Linked DNA regions of Mus musculus: region 2 is linked to region 1. A link is a contact called in public HiChIP or PLAC-seq data. All regions are on one chromosome and are shown on one strand. Each heading gives the region's core, a stretch centred on a gene start, on an enhancer-like site or on the middle of the called end of the contact. The rest is flanking DNA. Distances are from core to core; before and after follow the strand shown.

The links. HiChIP or PLAC-seq counts read pairs in DNA pulled down with a chosen protein or histone mark.
Region 2: a contact with region 1 is called in an H3K27ac HiChIP or PLAC-seq map of large pre-B cells, with 4 times the contacts expected there. The contact joins the promoter of Smim26 here to the enhancer-like site in region 1. A contact is called at or near these places in 2 of 39 promoter capture datasets (embryonic stem cells and pre-B cells), 2 of 115 datasets of contacts at active chromatin or transcription factors (craniofacial prominence and large pre-B cells) and 1 of 9 other capture datasets (liver).

The regions. Positions count from the first base shown.
Region 1 is chr2:143,838,479-143,845,602 of GRCm38.p6, forward strand. Bfsp1 (beaded filament structural protein 1, in lens-CP94) reads right to left here. Exons shown (of 8, transcript NM_009751.2): 5 at 3,196-3,303. Among named protein-coding and RNA genes, the nearest start is that of Bfsp1, 21 kb to the right of the region's middle. Within about 2 kb of position 2,618, at least 31 of the 459 cell types and tissues checked have an H3K27ac peak or open chromatin away from gene starts, as enhancers often do. A contact at or near this core is called in pre-B cells, where this site is marked.
Region 2 is chr2:144,591,644-144,598,767 of GRCm38.p6, forward strand. It overlaps Smim26 (small integral membrane protein 26), which reads left to right and starts at 2,422. Exons shown (of 2, transcript NM_001033297.3): 1 at 2,422-2,562; 2 at 3,405-3,723. The coding sequence starts at 2,448. The coding sequence ends at 3,613.

The DNA of each region.
Region 1 (7,124 bases), core at 1,368-3,867:
CCAATTATGCCTCTGCTGAAAAATATATATATATGTGTGTGTGTGTGTGTGTGTGTGTGTGTGTGTGTGTGTGTATAACCATGTTTGTCATCATTTCCTAAATAATAAAAAATAAAACTACTTATACCCACTCACACTATCCTGGATGTTATAAGTTGTTGGGGTTGAGTTCAAGGCTATGGGAGAACTTCATAGTTCACATACAAGCACTAAGCACTTTGGAGTCTTGAGCAAGTGTGATTTTCAGTACCTGTGGGGTTGTGAAGACTAATCCCCCTTGGATACTGACAAGCGACTGTACATGCCCTGCAGAGCATCATGGACGTGCACTGGTCCACTTGACCACAGTGTGGAAGCACTGTGCTTTCTGTAGAGGCCATGCTTCCTGTTTGCATTTTGCCTTCGTGCATAGCAGTGGTGTGGCAGCAAGCCATGACTGTATCAGCCAGGACACACCCTACACTCGACAGGGTGCTGTGCTGTAAGGTTGGGGTGTGTAATAGATAAGTGGGCCATATAAAAGCCATGTGCACCTCAGGTTACTTCAGCTTGCTGCAGATTCATCCAGACATGACCCCTCGAGTCAAGGACACTGGATAACATATGGATAACTATCTTTATAGAATTGGCTTGCTTTGAATAATTTTTTTTGCCTTCAACAACATTTTATGAGAAAGGATCCACAAACTTCACCAGACTAATAAAATCTAGGGACAGGGAAGGGAACCTAGAGGAGAAAGTGAGACCCTACCTTAGACACAGAGATAAACTGCTAAGTCTCAGTAGTGTCAGAGGCTGAGAACAGGACCTGACCCAACAGTTATACCTCATGTACTCAGAAACCAGGCCAAGCCTGTTGTTTCCCACCCAATGAACTATAACTAAGAGTTTGAAAAACATGGGTTTCCAGGACCATAACAGGCCTGCACCTGCTTCCTCAGTCCCATGCACACATGCACAATACACACATCCCACATGCAGGCACATGTACCCTACATCAATAGATCACACACTTCCTATACATATCATGGTTTTATAGCCATCAAAAATATGTGTGCACACAAAGAAAGACAAACAGTCTCCCCCCTCCCCCCCCCCCGCAGAACTAAAATTTTCCATGTGAGGCTAGGGCCTTGATCTTTTTAGTATCTAGGGCTGTGTTTTTCAACTTTGTCACCCAGACCACAGGAAGTGACATAGTTCACACCATAGGCCACATCATATGTGTGCATTTGAGCAAATACATGTGTAGTCAAAAATATACAGATACATTTAAGACAAAAGTTTTCCAGGATAAACTTTGTATACTTCTCACTGCCATGCATTCTGTTACTTCTTATTCCCAGCGCCATTGTGTTGCTTTCTTCTAATTTTTTATAAAGACTTATGTATTTACTGTACGTATATGAACACACTGTCACTATCTTCAGACACACCAGAAGAGGGCATCAGATCCCACTACCGATGGTTGTGAGCCACCATGTGGTTGCTGGGAATTGAACTCAGGACCTCTGGAAAAGCAGCCAGTGCTCTTAACCCCTGAGCCATCTCTCCAGCCTGCTTTCTTCCTTTTTTGTACCAGTCAATTCTACTGAATTCATTTTACACCTGGTGAATTTCAAGGAACAATTTGAAAACCACAGTCTCCAGAACCGGGACTGGGCCTACACCCACTTCCTCAGTCACATGTAAAACACTTACACCATACACACATCCCACGTGCATGCACATATGCCCTACACAGATAGATGAATAAGTCATACTTCATATGAACATCACACGCCACACATATACCTGACATTACACACCCCACATATACACATGTATATACACATACATGCACACATGCAGAGCCCACGCACCCTTCACATTACACATGCATGCAATATACATATCATACACACTTTACAATATACTCTACATACATACACAGCAAATACACTCAAATCACCTCATATACTCACACACTACCCACAGACCTTATATACACATATACGACATACACCACACACACTATATACATATCACACACACACACCACATTCTCTACATAAACATTTCTCCATCTCTCCCTTCTCCACTCCCCTCCCTCCCTCAAAAGAAACCACGGTCACTGAGAAGTATCTAGTCCCTGAGGCATGGTTATGTCCTGGGAAGAAGGCATTTTTAAGGCCTGACTCAATTTCTCTCCTGTGATCTTTCACTCAGGGGGCAACCACTGTTCCTTGTTGCCCCCTTGTTGTAGCATTGTCTTCTGGGACTGCTGCACAGTGAGAGCTTTATGAGGGGCCCAGTGGGGATGGAAAACAGGATGTCAGAAATGGTGATTAAATGAGAATCCAGTTAAGTTTTTCCTGATGCCCTGGACTCTGAACAGTAGGCCCTGAGTGTCATGACAACCCAGATGCCCCGGGTTTTACAGTCAGAATTTTAGATCTTTTTCTCGTTTGTTCCTTGAGGGTACCTGTCTACTAAATGCCAATTGATTGGTTTGGGATGTGTGGTTACCCAGCTGTAGGAAGGGCAGCATTTAAGCCCGACATTCAACGTCTCTGTGCCCATCTGCATGGAAATGAGAGCGTGTGAAGCAGTCAGGGCTGTGAACCATGAAACCCACAACTTAAAAGGAAACAGAACTGTGAGCCTCACACTAGCAGACATCTCATGAGAGGCGAACACTGGTACAAGCCAGCCTCCTGCCTCCCTGCGGGCACTCTTCCCAGACCATCATCAATTCCAAAGGAGAGACCACAGGGAGAGGAAAAACAGGGATGCCCAGATTTGAGTGAATATGTGGTTAAAACCCTGGTGTGTGTGTGTGTGTGTGTGTGTGTGTGTGTGTTTTCTAAATGTTAACAGGCTTGACAAAGGCAAAGTGATCCATGATGAGATGTGTTATTTTCCTTGGTAGAAGAGATGTGACTCAATGGAGACAAGAGAAGAGCCACCATGAGGCTGGGTGTCCACGTGTCCCTGTCTCCATCCCTGTCATCCTATGTCCCAGAACTCTTCTTAGCAGAATGCTAAAACACACATTCCGGGAAATCTCAGCCCAGGGCAAAGCAAGGTGTTTGTTCCCCTGCTCAGAATGCTGTGGTGCAGGGCACACGGGTGTGCTGAGTCTGTACACCACAGAACTGGACACCTCTGCCTTCATGTGTCGGTTCAATAAGATACGCCGAAGATGGATCATACCTGGGCCTGCAGCTCAGCTTTCTGTGCCTGCAGGTGGGTGACTGCCTCTCGGCCCTCCTCCAGCTGGTTCTGCAGGGCAGCCACTTCCCGTTCTGTGAACAGCTTCTCCTGCATGAGGAGGCCAGACTGAGATTCAGACAAAGAAGTGCAAAGATAAAAGAGACAATGAAGGAGTAAGAACCCTTCTTTGTATCCCCCCAAGCTCATGTGCCAATCCCCGATCTGCTAAGGCATTGGTGAGTGGAAACCTATGGAAGGTGATTAGGGTCATGAAAACGGAGCTCCGTTAGGACTTAGTGCTAATGAGAAGACGAAGAGGTAACGGAGACCTACCCCTGTCCCCCAACCACCACCACATGGCACACAGTGAGGAAGAATCTGCAACAGGTACCAATTCTGCCAGCACCTTGATCTTGGACTTCCAGTCTCCAGAGCTCTGAGCAATAAACTAAGGAGTCCTGTTCCAACTGCCCAAGCTGACCCAAACAGGCCCACAGTGGCCACTGTCTGAACCATTAACTGCTCAAGAGGAAAAGCTCAGACAACAAAGAGCAAGAGAGCCAAGCATAGACCTATTTGTGCCACAGACTGGCTAGCCAGACAGATATTTGACTTTCAAAGCCTCCGTTTTCCCTTTTGTGAAAAGACCACTGTGGAATGCAGATGCTCATTTGGCTAAGGGTTCTGTGCCTATGAAGATGAAAATCATTTTGTTCTCTGAGCCATCAGCTATGCCACAGTGCCAAGCAGAAACCATCTAGCCCCAAAAGGTGAAAGGCAAGAAGAGGCCTGATGAAGCCGAGACACTGATGATCAGTGGGGCAGTCCAGAAGGAAACCCCCTTCCAGCCTGTCCACAATCTGTCATGGCTTGCCTCTCCACCTATTCAAAAATACCAGTGATTCTTAAAGGCTAACTGTTCAGGAGCCCTGCCTGCAACACAGAGGACACTGCCTCAAAACCCTAGAAACCCAAACCTGAGTCTATACCAAGTGCTTTCCATGTTCAAGCCACATACAGAAGGCAGCCCCTGCCCACCAATACCTCACAAGGAACTGCTATAGTGTAGATCTCCAGGGTTCGTGTGTTGAAGGCTTGGTCATTATCATATAGAATTGTGGAAAGAGGGTGAAGCCTTTAGAAGGGGGTCCTAGTGTGTGGGACCGTGAAAGGTAGCCTGGTCCCCGGTTGAGCTAAGGCTTGAAACCCCAGAGACCCTGAAGGGAAGGTAGGTATTTCACCGGTTACTGGGCACCAGGCCCCTGTCACTTGTCATAGCTCCTAATAGATTTATGGCCATAGGTCATGTAAGGGCAATGCCCCAAGCCCCTCTACTTATAGAGGACGTGACCTGTGGTCACATAGGTTCAAGACAGATCTCCATTTTAATGAGGTACCTAGAGGACTGGAGGGCTTAGCCAATTCACTTTCCTTCCCAGACACTCCTCCCTACAAAAGTTGTTTAACCTCAGGCCCGCCCTGAGAAGTAGAGTATGGTTTTACTCATCCACTTTTTATTTATGACAATAAATATCTTAAAAACATGGACTCTCTTTTCTTCGGGATCCACCATGGGGAGCCAAGGAGAAGGCTTTGGCCTATAGAGCCACCGTCTAATCTCCCGTAGAAGGCCATTCTGTGCTCCTAGCCTCAATGACCAAGCCTGGCCTAAGACTGCCACCCATCAAGCCAAGGACTCTCCCTTGGGACCAGCCTGAGCATCCCCTTTTTCCCTGGGCTAGACCTAGCCTGTGGGCCCCGACTCCATTCTCAGCCCTCCTTCATCTTCCAGCAATGCCTGGCCGCCAGAGCCTAAAAACCAGACGGGCCCCAGCCTTGTCGCAGGCTCGGGGACCCCAAGGCAGCTCCAGCTGTCCCTGCCTCAGACTGTGCTTCCCTACATCCAGAGCAGTGTCCTGGGACTTCCCTACAGCCCAACACCTACCCAGCGACAGAGTGGGCTAAGCGCAGTCGACCTCCCGAGTCCTGCCTCTCCAGCGGCCATGCCCTGTGGCAGAGCAGACACAGGACCCATAACCCTACACTAGTGGGAACAAGCAGGGGTGTTATACCCTTGAAGGAGATTCTGGGTCCCAAACCCCCTTTCTCTTTCTTGTTCTGCTCCTTCCATGATGTGCCACACTGCCACAGGCTCACAACACGAGGCCAACTGACCAGTCTGAAACCTTTAAGGCCTGGTTCACTTCCCCCAGCTAGGCTCTACCTGCTAGAGGTTCCATAGCCTTCCAAAAGTAAGCCACCAACTAGGGACTAAGCATTCAAACACATGAGCCTGTAAGAGACATTTTACATTCAAACGCTAACTGTTCATTTGTGCAAAGGTGACTTCCACAAATTTCCAGAAATAAAACATGTGAGAGTTGATGTAAGAAACCTTTGCAAACTAAGCAGTGTGCAGAACTCTGGAGCTGAGATTCACAACAAACAGGGCAGGAAGCTTTCTAAATCTATGCCTCCATCTTTCCTGTGCACAGATGGACACCAAGACAATAAGTATCACCCACCCCTGCCATCAACAGCCAATAGCTCTTAGGGGAAGACTAGACACCCATGACCCCACACCATGCATAACTATGTTGACCAGCACAGCCTTGTGCAGACCCGACGCAGGTAATGAGGGTTGTTATAAGTTCCCACGTGCAGCAGCCGTCATCTAAATGGGAGTTTTAGACTGAGAAAAAGATTTTACATCTCTCACGCCTGCCAGAGGCCCACAGTCATGAGCAGAGCTGGCCTTTGAAAATGAAATGTCTTCAAGTTTCAACTTCATGACCAAAATGCTAAAGAGAAGAAGAAAGCAAACAGTGGGGATGCCTCGCAGATGAATCCCCAACACAGCAGAGTTGAGAATGGGGCCTAGTTGAAGGTTCTTGTCCTGGGAATGGATTGGTGCCTCTATGAAGAAGCTCGTGGGAGGGGCTTCTCCTTTTCGGTTCCTCTGACATGTGAGGATGAGGAATTTGCCCATTTTTTTCCTTCCCACCTTCCAAGAAAGGCAGCCCAAGACAGCCCCAAACCAGAAGCTAGTTCTTTGATCTTGGACTTCCCAAACTCCAGACTGTGTGAAACTAATTTCTGTACTTTATAAATTATTCAGCATATGGCACTGTATTATAGCAAATCAGACAGGCTTAGGTACATCCCAACTTTAAGACACAGGCAAAAGAGGAGAGCAGATACATTAACAAAGAAAACTGATTGACAGCCGCTAAATCAGACAACGATACCTAGCATCATTAGCTACTGGAGGATGCAAATCAACCACAACCAGACTCACTACACACCGAGCAGAGAAACAAAACAGGAACCAAGAACGAAGGCTGAGGCAGCAAGCTCTGTCAGGAATATAAAGCAGGAGCTCTTTCAGAGCTAGAGGGACTGCAACCACAGCTGGGTACAGCAGAAACACCATTCGTAGCCTCTGCACATTTCTGCTGGATTCAAGTCCCTATTTGTGAAGCATTGGGAATGTGGAAGCCATGTCTACAATCCCAACACTCAGGAGCCCAAGCCAGGATGAGTAAAAAGCTCCAGGCCAGCCTGGGTTACAGAGCAAGACAGACTCGAAAGAAAACAGAGGGGAGGTTGGTCAGGACTATAAAGAGGCCGATAGAAAGTAATTAGGGTTGGAGATCATCAGGGCCCAGTTCCCTAGGTGAATCCTGCTAACTTTATGAGAAGAGAAAAATCAAAGGACACAGACATAGACAGACAAACAGACAGACTCTGTAAGACATTACCAGCAGGAACACTGCACCTAGATGAAGCCCCTTGACCCTGAATCTCTGGAACTGTAAGCCAACACGACCCTTTTTATAGCTTGCCCATGCTATGACTGTGTCATAGAATGGCAAGCTATGGGCAATAGAAAAGAGGCCATACAGCAAAGCATTTTGAAAACCACTTCA
Region 2 (7,124 bases), core at 1,172-3,671, 750 kb after region 1:
CGACAGTCTGGATTTGTATACAACAGAGACTAGAGAGACTAAAATCAAACAGTTGATGAGAATGGGAAGAGAGGCAAGTGCGAAATAATACAATTATAATTCTGCTCCTTAGAGCTTCGTTGAGATAGACTTTTACATAAAATATCTTCACCCAGTTAAGTGTACAATTCAGTCAGTTTTGCTAGATGAAACCTATGTGTTGGCCATAGACCACTGGCAGCCTTCTCCCTGTATATATCCATTGACTTTTAGGGCTTCTGTCTTGTTTGTTTTCCATTTACCCTAATCCATCTGAGATTCCTACATAGTGCCAACTGGTATACTACTTTTTAATCTGATGTTTCCTCAGATTTTTGAGTGGTTTCTCCTTTTGTTGCTGTGAATAAAATGTATCTGAACACTGTACACAGGGCTCATAGACAACAGCTTTTCATTTCTCTTGAGGAAGTAACTAGGAGTGGAGTAGAATGGAATAGATTGTAAGATTGTTATATGTTTAACCTTAGGGGCTGGAGAGAGCTCAGAGGTCAAGAGCACTTGGTATTCTTCAAGAGAACCTTGGGTTCAGAACCCAGCACCCATGTCAGAATACTCCTAACCACCTGTAAGTCCAGCTCCAGTAGTGTCTGATGCCCTTTTCTGGTCTCCACATGCACCCGCATATATGTAGCATACAGTCTCACACATACATATAAAAAAGAAAAATCTTGAAAAAGAAAAACTGCCAGCTTTTAAAGAGGCTCTAACATATGCTCTTACCAGTAAGTTCCGATGGCTCAACTGGGCTGGGAGGATGGCTCAGTAGATACAGTGTTTGATCTACAAATAGGAAGACCTGAGTTCTGATCCCCAGCATCCTCATGAAAAGCCAGGCACAGAGGTGAGCACCTGTAGCCCCAGTCCTGGGGAGTGGGCCCCTGGAGCTGGCCGGTCCCCAGTCTAGCTGAGTCAGCGAGCTACAGGTGAGCGGTCTTGTCACAAAATTCGGTGGAGTGTGAGTAAGGAAGATGGCTGATGTCAACCTCTGACTTTAAAATTTTCCATTTTCCTCAACTGGGAGTTTTAGGTCCAGTTATCAGCTTCCCTTCTGTGGTTTCTCATACCCAAAGAAATCTTTGCCTATTCCAGGTTGGCAAGGATTTTTAGGTGTGCATGTGGTTGCTTTTAGGTTTATAACTTGAGCTTTTATATTTAAACACACAGTCCCTTTTGAGTTAAATGTTATACAGGTATATATTTCTGTAGGGTAAACACAAATGTAAAAGGAAAGATAACAGAGAAAATGTTTTGAACCCACCAGAGAAGCATGCAGGGTCAGTAGCGTCAGTTGCTTTAGAAGTCAAGTTCGAGGAAGGCTGAAATAGCCAAAGTAGGTTACCCGGCCCTCTCTGGGGAAACACCTCAGGCTTGCTCGCAGATTGTCTAGTTTACTGGTGTGCAGACAAATTATTCTTGGAAGAAGTGTATGAATAGGACAAGCGGTTGGACCTGGCAAGATGGCTCCGTGGGTAAGAGAACTGACTGCTCTTCTGAAGGTCCTTGAGTTCAAATCCCAGCAACCACGTGGTGGCTCACAACCACTGGTAATGAGATCTGACGCCCTCTTCTGGTGCATCAGAAGACAGCTACAGTGTACTTATAAATAAATCTTTGGGCCGGAGCAAGCGGCCGACTGGAGTGAGCAGAGGTCCTAACATTCAATTCCCAACAACCACATGAAGGCTCACAACCATCTGTACAGCTACAGTGTATTCACACACATAAAGTAAATAAATAAACAAATCTTTTTTTTTTTTTAAGACAAGCGGTCGATGGAATCTAAGGCTTTTATTTTTATTTTTTAAAGATGTGTGCACCTATTTATTTATTTTTGGTTTTCCAAGACAGGGTTTCTCTGTATAGCCCTGGCTGTCCTGGAACTCACTTTGTAAACCAGGCTGGCCTCGAACTCAGAAATCCACCTGCCTCTGCCTCCGGAGTGCTGGGATTAAAGGCGTGCGCCACCACGCCCGGCTTGCACCTTTTTATGAGGAAGAATAAAAGCCAATAGGGTGATAAGACAGAATGGTGGGCGACAGGGTGTAATTGGGAAAGGACCAAGGAAGCCTCAAAGAATTGAACCTAGAGTTCCAGAAAAGTATATAGGAAAGAAGCGAGTTGCAAACACCATTTCAAATACTGTCTGACAAATGGAGGGCAGGTATTACACCTTTGCAAGTGAGGAATTTTCAAGTCACCATCTGCTCCCCAGCATATAGTACACAGTGCAGTTGTCAGCTGCCAGCTGAGCGCCTAACCTATGGTCTCCTTGATGAAAATCTTCGTCCTTGCCGGGATTAACTATGGACTACGAGTCCCAAAATGCATCGCGGCCGGAGTAGGACGTAGCTTAGGACCTATTGGTTGTTGCAGACATCTGGAAGGACTTCCTCCTCTCCTATGGAGCCATGCGAGCTGAAAAGGCCTCTCTCTGGTACCGGCGAATGTCCCTTGTCTACGCACTTGGCGCCTGGTCCCTGCTGGGCTCGGCGTTTTTCCTTTCACGGAAACAGAAAGTATCAGGTAGGGTTTCCTGGCAAGACAGTCCTTGCAGCCGCCGCTTCCCGCCCATTGCCCCTGGTCACCGAAGCGACTTTCTGTACTTGAACTCCGGGGTACTAAGCAAAACTGCTGCAAGCGGGTACTTAGATAATTTGCGGTGATGGACTCTGCAAAGAGCAAGACTCCAGGAGCTAATAAGTATTATCATCTGAACCTTATTTATTGATTGACTAAGTCTGTCCACATGTTCAGCTAGAATTTGTGAATTCACCCGTGTCGTGCTAGGTGGATTCTAGAGCCTCGGACAGTAGTCCGGGTGCTGCTCATTTCCTTGAAACTGTCGCATGCGGCGAGCAAGCAGTTTCAGGTCTTAACAGCAACCAAGGAGTATTAAAATTATCCCAGTTGTTGCGTGAAACTCCCTGAACTTTCAAATAACATGCTGGAAATCAAAGGTACTGGAAAGTCAGTTGGTGTAATCGCTTGAGACCAGAGTGATAGAGAGGATGGAAGGTGACTCTGAGTGGCTGAAAGTCCCTCTAAAATCGGTTGCGGTGCTGGTTGCCCAAGCCGAATAGACTAAACACCATTGAGTTGTACCTTGTAATAGGAGTTTGAATGTATGTTAGGTATATGTCAATAAAGCCATGGTGTTAAAAACTGCTGGAAATTCTTGGACATGAAGGTGGTTTGAAAGTTCACACGGTCATCATGGTTGTTCTTTTTCTCTCTGCCTTTTCTTTTTGGAGAAAGATAACAACAATAGACATCTGATGGCATAATCATACTTTGGTTTATTATGTCCAAGGCTTTAAGGACTGATGTCTAAGTTAATAATTTCAGGTTCTTTTCTTTTCTTTAAGACTGTGAAGAAGGTCAAGAGGATGGCTCAAGGAATGAAACACCTTTTTCTACAAGTGAAGACTCTGATTTAGAAACGGAAACGGTCGAGCTTGGTGGAGGGTTTTATGTGAAATCATTTTTAAAGTATTCAGAAAATTCTGTCCCAGCCACTCAAAGGTTCCTGACCTATCTGAAGTCATGGACTGGTGGGCCTGGCCCGCAAGCGTGAACAGCTGCTGAATTCTGCAAACAAGGACTTGGCTCAGTATTTGATAGATGCCTTGATTTCCATTTCATGTATTTAATTTAATTTAATAAAATATAAGCATTAATAATGTGCAACCAGTGTCTTCTTGAAGGTACTGAACACATAATTCAAGAGGTAGTCTTCTCTGTCCACATGGCTGAAAAGCTGATAGAAAGCACACACGGATGCATGTGTGTATGTTGCATGTGTGAATGGAGGTCAGAGGACAGTTTCCAGGAGTCTCCTTCCACCGTGTGGATCAAACTCAAGTCATCAGGCACTTGCTGAACCATCTCACAGGCTCTGAAATTTCAGTTCTTAAAAATCTACTTAGGGTCTGGAGAACTAGCTCAGCAGTTAAGAGGACTTGCTGCTCTTCCAGAGGACCAGAGTTCAGCTCTCAGCACCGTCATCTTGCACAGTCATAGACTGGTATCTGATGCCTTTGGCCCTCGTGGGCACCTGCACTCCAGTGCATGTTTCTGTTCGAAGATGTACACACCTGAATGTCATTAAAAACAATATAAGCAAATCTTAAGAAAAAAAAAAAAGTATGTGCACACGTTTGTACCTGAGGGCAGGAGCATGCCACACATGAGTGTGGAGGTCAGAGGCCAACTTTAAATGTTCATCCTAGTCTTAAACTTTCTACTTTGTTTGAAAGAGGATCTCTCTTTGCTGCTGTGCTGTGTTCCCCAGGCTAGTTGTACTGCAAGCTTTCAGGAGATTCTCTTGGCCTCTGTTTTAGGAATGCTGGGGTTAATACATGCCTCTGCATCAGGGTTTTTATGTTGGACCCAAACTCGTGTTGTCAAACATCAAGCACAGTGACTTACGGAATGATTTCTCTGGCCCTGATAATGAAAATTACATTCAGCTTCTGTAAGTTAAATTTCTGGCATATAGCTTATGTAACTTAATTTTCATGCTACTATTAGATAGTACTTTAGTTGTCCCAGTAAGGTTAGATTGAGTACAGTCTCATGGGGCATTCAAAGCAGCCCTCCACCAGACACCCGTGAGTACTGGATAACATAATAACTTCTTATTATGGAATTAGACTATTAGAACTTAGAAGTTAGATAGACTTGGCCTGTTCTTTGGGACTTTTGCCTGAACGAGTATGTCCGTGCTTGCCATGATTAACTGGTGTCCAAAGAGATCAGAAGAGGTTGTCAAATCCTCTGGAACTGGAATCACAGCTAGTGAGCTGCCATGTGGGTGCTGGGAATTGAACCTCGGAACCACTGAGCCAGCCGTCTCTCTACCCTTATGTAATGTTTTTGTTTGTTTGTTTGTTTTTGTTTTGTTTTTTGGTGTCTTTGAGATAGAGTCTTTTTCTATGTAGCCCTGGCTGTCCTGGAACTCTATGTGTATTTAGATCAGGCTGGCTTCAAAAAGCTCTGCTTCTCTTCTAAGTGCTGGAATTAAAGGCACGTGCCACCATACCCACACTCTTGAGTAGTGGGTTTCCCCCCCCCCTGGTTTTTCGAGACAGGGTTTCTCTGTGTAGCCCTGGCTGTCCTGGAACTCACTCTGTAGACCAGGCTGGCCTCGAACTCAGAAATTCGCCTGCCTCTGCCTCCCAAGTGCTGGGATTAAAGGCGTGGGCCACCACGCCCAGCTGAGTAGTGGTTTTCACTCATAGATATTTGAGACACTGCAAGGCATAGGGGTGGATGGTAGGATAAGAATCCCAACGGTTGAGATATTTTTTTCCCAGGCCAAGAGCCAGTTGATACTAATTGAATATATTTATATTAGAACAGTGTGGTAGGCATCGAGCTGAATGAGCAAGAATCAGCCTAAGACAGGAAGGGAAGCATGGGAGAGGTGGGTGAGCTGAGGGGGCCTCTAGTAGAATGCTCTCTGAGTGTAAACAGAGCACTGGTTAAGTCCTCAGCACTCAGGAAACCAGCAGCAGGTACCTTACAAAACATCTCCCATCTTTAGAGATTTTACAGACACGGAAGGGCGAGAGCTAAGGGAGTGGGGCGTCTGGCAGGACAGAGCAGGACAGAAGTCTAGGATAAACTGCTAGACTTCTACTCTCATGGGGCAATAGAATACTGTAAGAGCATAAGGGGCTGGAAAGATGGCTCAATGGTTAAGAGCACTGTCTGCTCTTCTAGAGGACCTGGGTTCAATTCCCAGCACCCACATGGGGGCTCACAACAATCTCTAACTTCAGTCTGGGGGTGTCTGATTTCCTTTTCTGGTAGAAACTACTTAGAGCAAACTAATTTTTTTTTCTTTTTTAATTAGGAAGAACCAAATTAATAATATTGTAGATCAGTTATTTAGAGAAAGGTCTTTAATCAAATATGAATCATTTGTAATGAAACCACAATTATAAACAGTGCTTTGCTGGATCAGTGGGCTCATACCAACTCAAAGGGAGTTATTGTTATCCTACTAATAACTTTCTCCCTTTTCTTTTTTTCCTGGCCAGGATGTACCAAAGTTCATGCATAATACAGTCTTCTCCCATTTTATTTATTTTGTGTGCACGTCTGTGAACATGCATTTGCATGTGATATAGGGTGCATGTGGAGCTCAGAGGACATTTAGTGATGTCAGGGAGAGGTCTGGGGATCAAACTCAGGTCATTAAAGGCAGCAAGTGCCTTTTCTTTTTCTTTTTTAAAAAAAGATTTATTTATTTATTATATGTGAGCACACTTCAGCAGTCTTCAGACACACCAGAAGAGGGCGTTGGATCCCATTACAAATGGTTGTGAGCTACCATGTGGTTGCTGGGAATTGAACTCAGGACCTCTGGAAGAGCAGCCAGTGCTCTTAACTACTGAGCCATCACTCCAGCCCCCAGGGAGTGCCTTTACCCATTGAGCCAGACTTTTTTCCCTGGATGTGAAAAACTGACTACTTGATAGAATGTTCCTGATTTAGGTTTTTTAAACAATTAGATGCAGAGTCTCCTGCAGTGCAGTTTGCATTTCGATTGTACAGTTCCACCCTTGAACTGATGCTCCTGCCTCTCTACCTCCTGAGCGCTGGGATTCCAGGTAAGTGTTGCCATCCCTGGCTTATATGATGCTAAGGGCTGAACCTAGGGCTTCCTACATGGTAGCTAAGTACTATGTTCCACTGAGCTACACTTCTAGCCCCAGGTTAAGTTTTGTTGTTGCAGAATTACCACTGTATCCTTCAATATCAGGAAGCATGTGACTGACACCCATTGATCTTGCTGCTGCTGCTGCTGGTGGTATCCTTGACAATTTAACTCATGCAATTTTGCATTCACTATTTAATATTTAAGCATAATATAAAAGGCTCCCAGTCCTTAGCACAACTGACTCCATAAAACTCAGTATGTAGATAGTACCACTTGCCAGAGTGAAAAGGAAGACCGAATCTATCAAATGCACTAAGCTTGCCTTTTGACTTCTGTAATTGCTTTAGCCTAACTGTGCTTATTAACTGAAGTATGTCAACCGAGGAATTTTTTTTTTTTTTTTGCTTAAATGCTCACT